Linked DNA regions of Mus musculus: region 1 is linked to region 2. Evidence: chromatin contacts called from public HiChIP or PLAC-seq data. All regions are on one chromosome and are shown on one strand. The core of a region is the stretch at or near the end of the contact, and the rest is flanking DNA. Distances in the headings are between cores, read along the strand shown.

What was found. HiChIP or PLAC-seq counts read pairs in DNA pulled down with a chosen protein or histone mark.
Region 1: a RAD21 HiChIP or PLAC-seq map of pro-B cells shows a contact between it and region 2, with 2.6 times the contacts expected there. The contact joins two enhancer-like sites. A contact is called at or near these places in 1 of 15 datasets of contacts at CTCF or cohesin (pro-B cells), 8 of 484 Hi-C or Micro-C datasets (B cells, bone marrow-derived macrophages, embryonic somatosensory cortex and 5 more), 3 of 115 datasets of contacts at active chromatin or transcription factors (bone marrow-derived dendritic cells, embryonic stem cells and pancreatic cancer cells) and 5 of 9 other capture datasets (adipose tissue, embryonic stem cells, liver and 2 more).

The regions. Positions count from the first base shown.
Region 1 is chr2:29,552,810-29,556,797 of GRCm38.p6, reverse strand. No RefSeq gene overlaps it. Among named protein-coding and RNA genes, the nearest start is that of Gm30761, 8.0 kb to the right of the region's middle. Within about 2 kb of position 2,372, at least 17 of the 459 cell types and tissues checked have an H3K27ac peak or open chromatin away from gene starts, as enhancers often do. A contact at or near this core is called in pro-B cells, where this site is marked.
Region 2 is chr2:29,363,999-29,367,598 of GRCm38.p6, reverse strand. All of the region lies in intron 2 of Med27 (mediator complex subunit 27), which reads right to left. Among named protein-coding and RNA genes, the nearest start is that of Med27, 19 kb to the right of the region's middle. Within about 2 kb of position 2,053, at least 30 of the 459 cell types and tissues checked have an H3K27ac peak or open chromatin away from gene starts, as enhancers often do. A contact at or near this core is called in pro-B cells, where this site is marked.

The DNA of each region.
Region 1 (3,988 bases), core at 1,123-3,622, 190 kb before region 2:
CATCCCCAGGAGCCATATGGTGACAGAAAGGACCGGCTCCCACAAGTTCTCCTCTGACCTCTACACATGCACTAGGGCATACACTCGTGCACCCCTGTAAAAACAAAGTCTAAAATAAGGTAGAGACTAGTTAAGGAAGGCATGCCAGTGCAACCCTGGCCTCTTCACGCTGCCTGCTCAGGAACATATATGCCTTCATACAGGCATGCAACACACATGCACGCACACACACACACACACACACACACACACACACACACACACACGCACACACGGGTGGGGGAGGCAGACAGACTGATAGAGACAGAGACAGAGAAAGACAGAGAGACAGAGACACAAATACACACACACACACACACACACACACACACACACACACACACACACACACACAGAGAGAGAGAGAGAGAGAGAGAGAGAGAGAGAGAGAGAGAGAGAGAGAATACAAGGTCGAGACGCCCCAGAAAAAGTGCTTCACTCTTTGCTCCATGTGCGGTTGAGCCCTGGTTTGTGTATCAGAGTCAATACTTGGGTTGCGTGTCCCCATCCTGCTTGGCTCTCCAGGGATGAGGGTTCCCTGTCTTGGGGTGTAGCCTTAGGCAGGGCCTTAGAACTACAGACTTTGGCTGAAGCATGGAGCAGGATCCAAACTAATAAGAAGCACAAAAACGCATTTGATACTTGTTTGAGATGCTGTTTAGACATGATGACTTAGTACGTGGAGATCAGGCTCCCAAAACCAGCAAGAGTAGAACTGCCCAGAACCGCCCAGAACCGCCTCCTTTCCCTTCCTTCTCTCTCCTCCAGTTTTTGTTGTTGCTGTTGCTTTTTTTTCCTTCTGGAGTCTTGCTACATTGCTCAAGCTGGCTTTGAACTCTTGGCTTCCCAAATACAAGGAACTGTAGGATGCAGGACAGTGCCCATCCTATAGATTTAAAAGAGTAGTGTCTGCCTGTAATGGACTCAGGGTTGGGGGTCAAGGCTGATCGAAGATCCATCCAGTCTTCCTAAAGTGGCCCCACTAGCCACTGTCTGGCTAGGGACAGGTGCTGGGAGGGTGGGGGAGGGGGAACCCGACTCTGCCCCTGACTTTCTGACTGAAGCTTAGCCAGGGGTATTTTTCAAATAATTACGTTGTTCCTTTTTTTCATTTTTGTTTTGGTTGAGAACATTGATTTTTTTTCTCATAGTATAGATTTTTTTTGAAGCTGCAAAAGTAATACATACATCAATGTTTTATTGTTCTCCTCACTTTTCTGTATTTAAGGTTTTTTTTTTTTTCAATATTATGCATGTCTGAGTTGGGCATGGGGGCAGATCTCTGAGTTCAAGGCCAGCCTGGTTTACAGAGTGGATCCCAGGACAACCAGGACTATACAGAGAAACCCTGTCTTGAGGGGAAGAAGTGTGTGTGTGTTTCAAGCTCCCTAAACACACACACACACACATACACACACACACACAAACACACACACACACACACACACACACACACACACACACGAAAGCAGAGAAACACAGAGAAGCTTTCAGCTTTCAGCTTCTCTTTCAGAGGGGCTGGAGTGATGAGCCGTGGTTAAGAATCGTTGCTGCTCTTACGGAGGACCACAGTTCAGTTCCCAGCACCCAGGTAGATCACAACTGCCTATGACTGCAGCTGCAGGGGACCTGAGACTCTCTTCTGGCCTCCGTGGACAGCTGTTGCATATACATCCCCACACCCCCACACAAATGAAAATAAACCTTAAGAAAAGAAGGAAAATAGAAAAGAAAAGGCCAGAAGGCTGGGCATAGTTGTGGGCACCTTTAATCCCCGAACTCAGGAGATAGAAAGAGTGAAGCAGCAAGGGACCGTGAGTTACACCCAGCCTGGCAGCATTTTAAATTTCAGGCCAGTCAGGGCTATGTAGTGAGGCCCTGCCACAAACAAACAAACAAACAAGCAAACAAACAAACTGTACAAAAACAAAAAGGCAAAATAAACGTGAAAAGCTTCATCCCCCAGTCCCTGCATTCAGAGATCAGCTCATAGCCTGTTTTCTAGGCCCACGGCAGCACGAGCAGAGACAGCCTCCCAGAGTTAGCGAGTGTGGGAAGAGCATACAACATCAAACACAACATCAAACTTGTTTGCTTTTCTCAGATGAGATCTCATGTAGCCCAGGCTGGCCCTGAGCTCCTGCTTTCCTGCCTCTAACTCCCCAGTGCTGGGATTATAGGTGTAGACCACCTTGCCAGGCAAAGACGCACATTAACCTTACCTTAGCTCATGTTTTCTTGGCATTAAGCATGTGCACACTGTTGGCACCACCTTCTGTCTCCAGACCACTCTCACTTCCCCATTACTCACTGAGTCACACATCTACCCTCAGCCTCTGGGAGAGGCCATGGGCCGAGCCAGAGACACTTCACTGTGTGGTAACTGTAAGTATCACTGTGTCAAGAGTTGTAGACACCCAAAGCTACTCGATGTCACTGGGAGAAATGAATGTAAATTAAAGCAGAGGCATACCATGCTCATGAACAGGAAGGCTGCATATGCTCTTTACAGTCAATAGGTTTTTCCTTTTTTTAGAAAAATACCTTTATTTTTATGTATGCATGCAGTACCAACAGTAGCCAGAAGGGGGCTCCAGGTCTCCTGGAGCTGGAGTTAAAACCAATCATGAGCTGCCATGTGGGTACGGGGGAAACTGGGTCCTCTACAAAAGCAGCCAGTGCTCTAATCACTGAGCAGCCTTTCCAGCCCCAGGTTTTTCCTAGACTTTGATAAGCTGATTCAGAAAGGAAATGAGAACCAAATAGATCTCAAGGCTGCTGCTGCCACACCACCAGACTCAGACATGTTGTGAGGCCAATGCCACAAGGACATTGAGTGACTGGCAAACTGATCCACAGAACAAGAAGTAAATCCAGACGTAAAGCCCCCCCCCCAATCAACCCACCACTGTCAACTAAAATAGTATCAGCTAGGATAACCTCAGTGTCCTGGAGGCAGACCATCCCTAAACATACCTCAGAGATAAAGATGCCTGTGGAAGGATTAGAGGGTCTGAAAACCAAAGAGAAAACTGATGGGTGGAAATAGCTCAGATAATGGGAAGGTATCTGTGGTGAGACAGCACTAGCCATAGCAGAGAAAAGGTGTGTGGGGGGCTGCAGTGAGGCTGTCCATCAAAAGAGCCCAAAGCAAAAACATGGGGGTGGGGGCGGACAGTTCACAGAGGGAGAGATCCCAGAGTGGGAGCCTGCCTAGAGAAAGGGGCCAGGGGAAAAGGCACATGCCAAGAAAGGGCCCAAGGAGAGAGCCAGAGCGAGCCAGAGAATGACTGGGGGCGGGGGTGGGGAGAGTCAGAGAACATAGGAAGTGGGCCCAGGGAGGCTAGCTCTCAGTCATCCTTCACAAAACATTACGTTTTAGAAGTTAGTAAAAAAGATTTATGGAATGGAATGTTACAACAGGCTCCCAGGAAAAGCAAGTTTCACACCAAGTTGTACATAAAAAACAAACCAGAAACAACTGTCACAGTTACTGTTGTCAACTGGCAGGCTCCGGACTCCCGTCAGATGCAAGCCTCTGGGCGTGCCTGTAAGGGACATATTTATTGTTAATTGAAGTAGGGAGGCACACTCTAAAAGTGGGTGGTGGCAATCCAGGACCAGGGCTCCTAGACAGCTGTGGCTCCTGGGATGCTGCTAAGCCTTATGACCTGGGTTCAATTCCCAGGACCCCCACCCCACCCCATGGTGGAAGGAGGCAACCAGCTTCCACAAGATGCTCTCTGAATCTCCTCCCACCCACATGCTTTGGAAGGCATTGGGTGTGGGTGCTTGCCGCCCCACATGGTAGAAGGAGAGACCGGGACTCCCAACAGTCATCTTTTGATCTCCACTCACCTGCTGTGGCCAATGCACTCACCACCCCCACACATATGTACACACAAATAAATAAATACTTAAAAATTGAACGCAGCCTAGAACTGGGAAA
Region 2 (3,600 bases), core at 804-3,303:
GTGTGTGTGTGTGTGTGTGTGTGTGTGTGTGTGTGTACATACCTGTGGAAGCCAAAAGACAACTTTAGATATCATATGTCACTCCTCAGGTAGCACTTACCTTGTTTTTTTAAGATGGGATCTCTCACTAACCTGGGACTCACCGAGCAGACCAGGCTGGCTGGCCAGCAAGCCTCAGGGATCCTCATGTTTCTGCCTCCCCACTGCTGAGATTACATGTATGCACTACCACATTTGGCTTTCTAAAAAAGGGTTCTGGGCTGGGCAGTGGTGGCGCACACCTTTAATCCCAGCACTTGGGAGGCAGAGGCAGGTGGATTTCTGAGTTCGAAGCCAGCCTGGTCTACAAAGTGAATTCCAGGACAGCCAGAGCTACACAGAGAAACCCTGTCTCGAAAAAAAAAAAATATATATATATATACAAATAAATAAACAAATAAAAAAGGGTTCTGAGGGAATCAAATTCAGGTCCCTTTACTAGCTAAGCTATCCGCTGCCTAATCTGTGTAATTTTAAGTTACATTGTTGTGGTTGCAGCAGTCTGATAAACAGAGCGGAACATTCACTGTAAAATGTGGGCTTAACTCCCAGCACGTCAACCACTCTCCTGTGACCCTAACTTATCATAAGCTCTGGGCTCAAAGCAACCCTGAGGTGGAGGCTGTCCTGAGCCCCAGTTTACACACCAGGAGACAGGATTGTTCAAAGTTACAAACCGGTGAAAAAGTAGACTGTGAACCCAGGCATCCTGGCCCCAAGGCCAACGCTTTAGTCCCATTTAGACACCATATCTCCCAAGTTTGAAAAGATGAAGAGCAGGCCCAAGCTTCACACTGCACAATGCTATGAGGTGTGTGGTGGTTTGAATAGGTTTGGCCCCTGTAGATTCATGAGTTTGAATGCTTGGCCTATCGGGAGTAGCACTATTATGAGGTGTGGCCTTGTTGGAGTAGATTTAGCTGTGTTGGAGGAAGTATGTCACTGTGTGGGTGGGCTTTGAGGTCTCCTATGCTCAAGCTCTGTCTAGTGTGGAATTCCAGTCTCCTCCTGGCTGCCCTCAGATCAAGATGGAGAACTCTTGGCTCCTCCAGCACTATATCTGGCTGCATGCTGCCATGCTCCCTGCCATGACAATAATGGACTAGCCCTCTGCAACTGTAAGCCAACCCTAGTTAAATGGTTTTGTTTTGTTATAAGAGTTGCCCTGGTCATGGTGTCTCTTTACAGCAATGGAAACCCTAACTAAGACAAGGTATTTCTTTAACTTTTACTTTACCCTTATCCTGTCCTTTTCCTATCTACCTTAAAATAATCAAGACAATTTGCCTTCTGTTTATATCCCCAAAGTAGTTTTAAAAACAACAACAACCTTAATATGCATTATCCTTCAGCAAGCCTCCCCTGAGTGGAATGCATAAACCAAAGACAGATCTCCTACAGCTGTCAGAGACCCCCAACCCACCAACAAATGAGGACCTACCACGGTTCCCCGTTTCTGTCTCTCAAAACTGTGGATATGAAATGCCACTTTCCCAGTGGGAGTTGTCCTTGTTGGTTTGTTTTCTTCTGATGAGCTTTGGTGGACACCAGAAATACAAGGACAAACAGCATGGCACGGTCCCCAGTCCTGGTCCAGTACCTAGAGCTCAACTGAGTCAGGTCATAATAGCATCATCATGGGGAGAGCAGGTAGCAAAAGCTCACAGAGGGGCATCTCACCCCAGCTGTGGGGTCAGAATTTTCCCAGTGTATGATTCTAAACAAACACACAAGAGAGGAACCATGAGTCAAGCAAAAAAAAAAAAAAAAAAGGAATTGGAGTCCACTGAAGCAGAGCATGGGACATCAGGGTGCTTATGGGCACCACAGGGTGACCAGGCACCAAGCTGGAGCACAACTGAGACAGTCCGGGACTGTCAGTGCACAAGAAGTCCTTAGCCAATCTTATTAGCAGAGCTATATTACCAAACCTATGTTCTGAAAGACCACTCTGCTGCAGTGTGGGGTAGACAGGAAAGTCAGGGAGGCTGGTAGAGACTGCTAACAAGCAGTAGTGCCTTGCTCCTGGCAGCAAACACTTCCTGTGCCTGCCTTCTGAGGCTCTCTGAGAAGCACACTGAGGCCACAGAAAACCGCAGACACTGTCAATGTTCCCCTAGGAGCAAGGTGAAGGGGAGATTGGGCAGAGGAGCTTCTGCTTCCCGGGGCCCCCAAGGCTGTGACACTGCTCCTGGAAAGCGAGACATGCCATGCCTACAATAGTTAAGCAACTGGGAAAGATGCTCCTCTCCTAGGGGGAGGTCACAACAGGAAAGGCACCGTCCCCAGGAGAGAGAGAGACACATCTGCTAGGAAATGACTACATTTGAGCTTCATGGGCAGACGTCCCCAAGTACACTGTTGTGGCCAAGGATCCCTGCGAGCTGCTGGCAGGACACTGTGGTTGCTCTGTCTGTGAAAACACCACAGTCCCAATGTCTGAGTGCACACACACAGAACCAACACAGCTGCTCTGTTAAAAGCAAAGGGCTGAGAGTGGAGGCCGCCACACCCACTGCTGGCTTTCTAGGTTGCTATTTTTTTTAAATTTTGTTATCCCACTGTGATAGTTTAAATGAGATGTCCCCTATAAGCCTTAGGCATTTAATGCCTGGTATCCAACTGGAGGCTGTTAGAAGAAGATTAGGAGGTGTGGTCTTGCTAGAAGTATGTCATAGGGGCAGGCTTTAGAGTTTCAAAAAACATAGGCCATTCTAAATTAGCCCTTTCTGTTTCCTGTCTGCAATTCTAGCTGTGAGCTCTCAGCTGCTGCTCCAGGTACCTGCCTTCATATCACCATCCTGGACCATAACCCTCTGGAAGCCCCAATAAACCCTTCCTTCTATAAATTGTCTTGGTCATGGTATTTTATCAAAGCAATAGAAAAATAATTAAGGCCGGGCATGGTGGCACATGCCTTTAATCCCAGCATTTGGGAGGCAGAGGCAGGCGGATTTCTGAGTTTGAGGCCAGCCTGGTCTACAAAGTGAGTTCCAGGACAGCCAGGGCTGCACAGAGAAACCCTGTCTTGAAAAACCAAAAAAAGAACAAAATAAGAAAAATAACTAAGACAGCCCCACCCGAGTCTGAGGGTCATTGAGGGAACACTGAGGGAAGGGAGGTAAAGAAAACTGAGACCTACTGAGTGCCTACAATGTGCCTATCCAGTGCTTGGTGCATTCCCTCCTGGAAAAGAAGTGTCTTCAGACTCACTCTGTGCAAGAAGACAGTGAAACTATCCCAGTGGTTTAAACAGGAAAGCACACTCCTGTTTATTTGGGGCTTCCAGAGGGTTATGGTCCAGGATGGTGGTATGAAGTTATGGTGGCAGGCACCTGGAGCAGCAGCTGAGAGCTCACAGCTAGAATTGCAACACAAAATCCTTCAATGGTGGCCCAACTGCTTCCTGTTCACTGGAGAGTCTGAGAGTCCAGTTTCTCTGGATGCTCAGAAGAGTCCAGCTTATCATAGAAGCTATGGATGACATGACATAGTGGCTTGAATTGATACATTCAATTCAAGGAAACAGGCTGAATTATAAAATGTAATTTTAGATGGGAA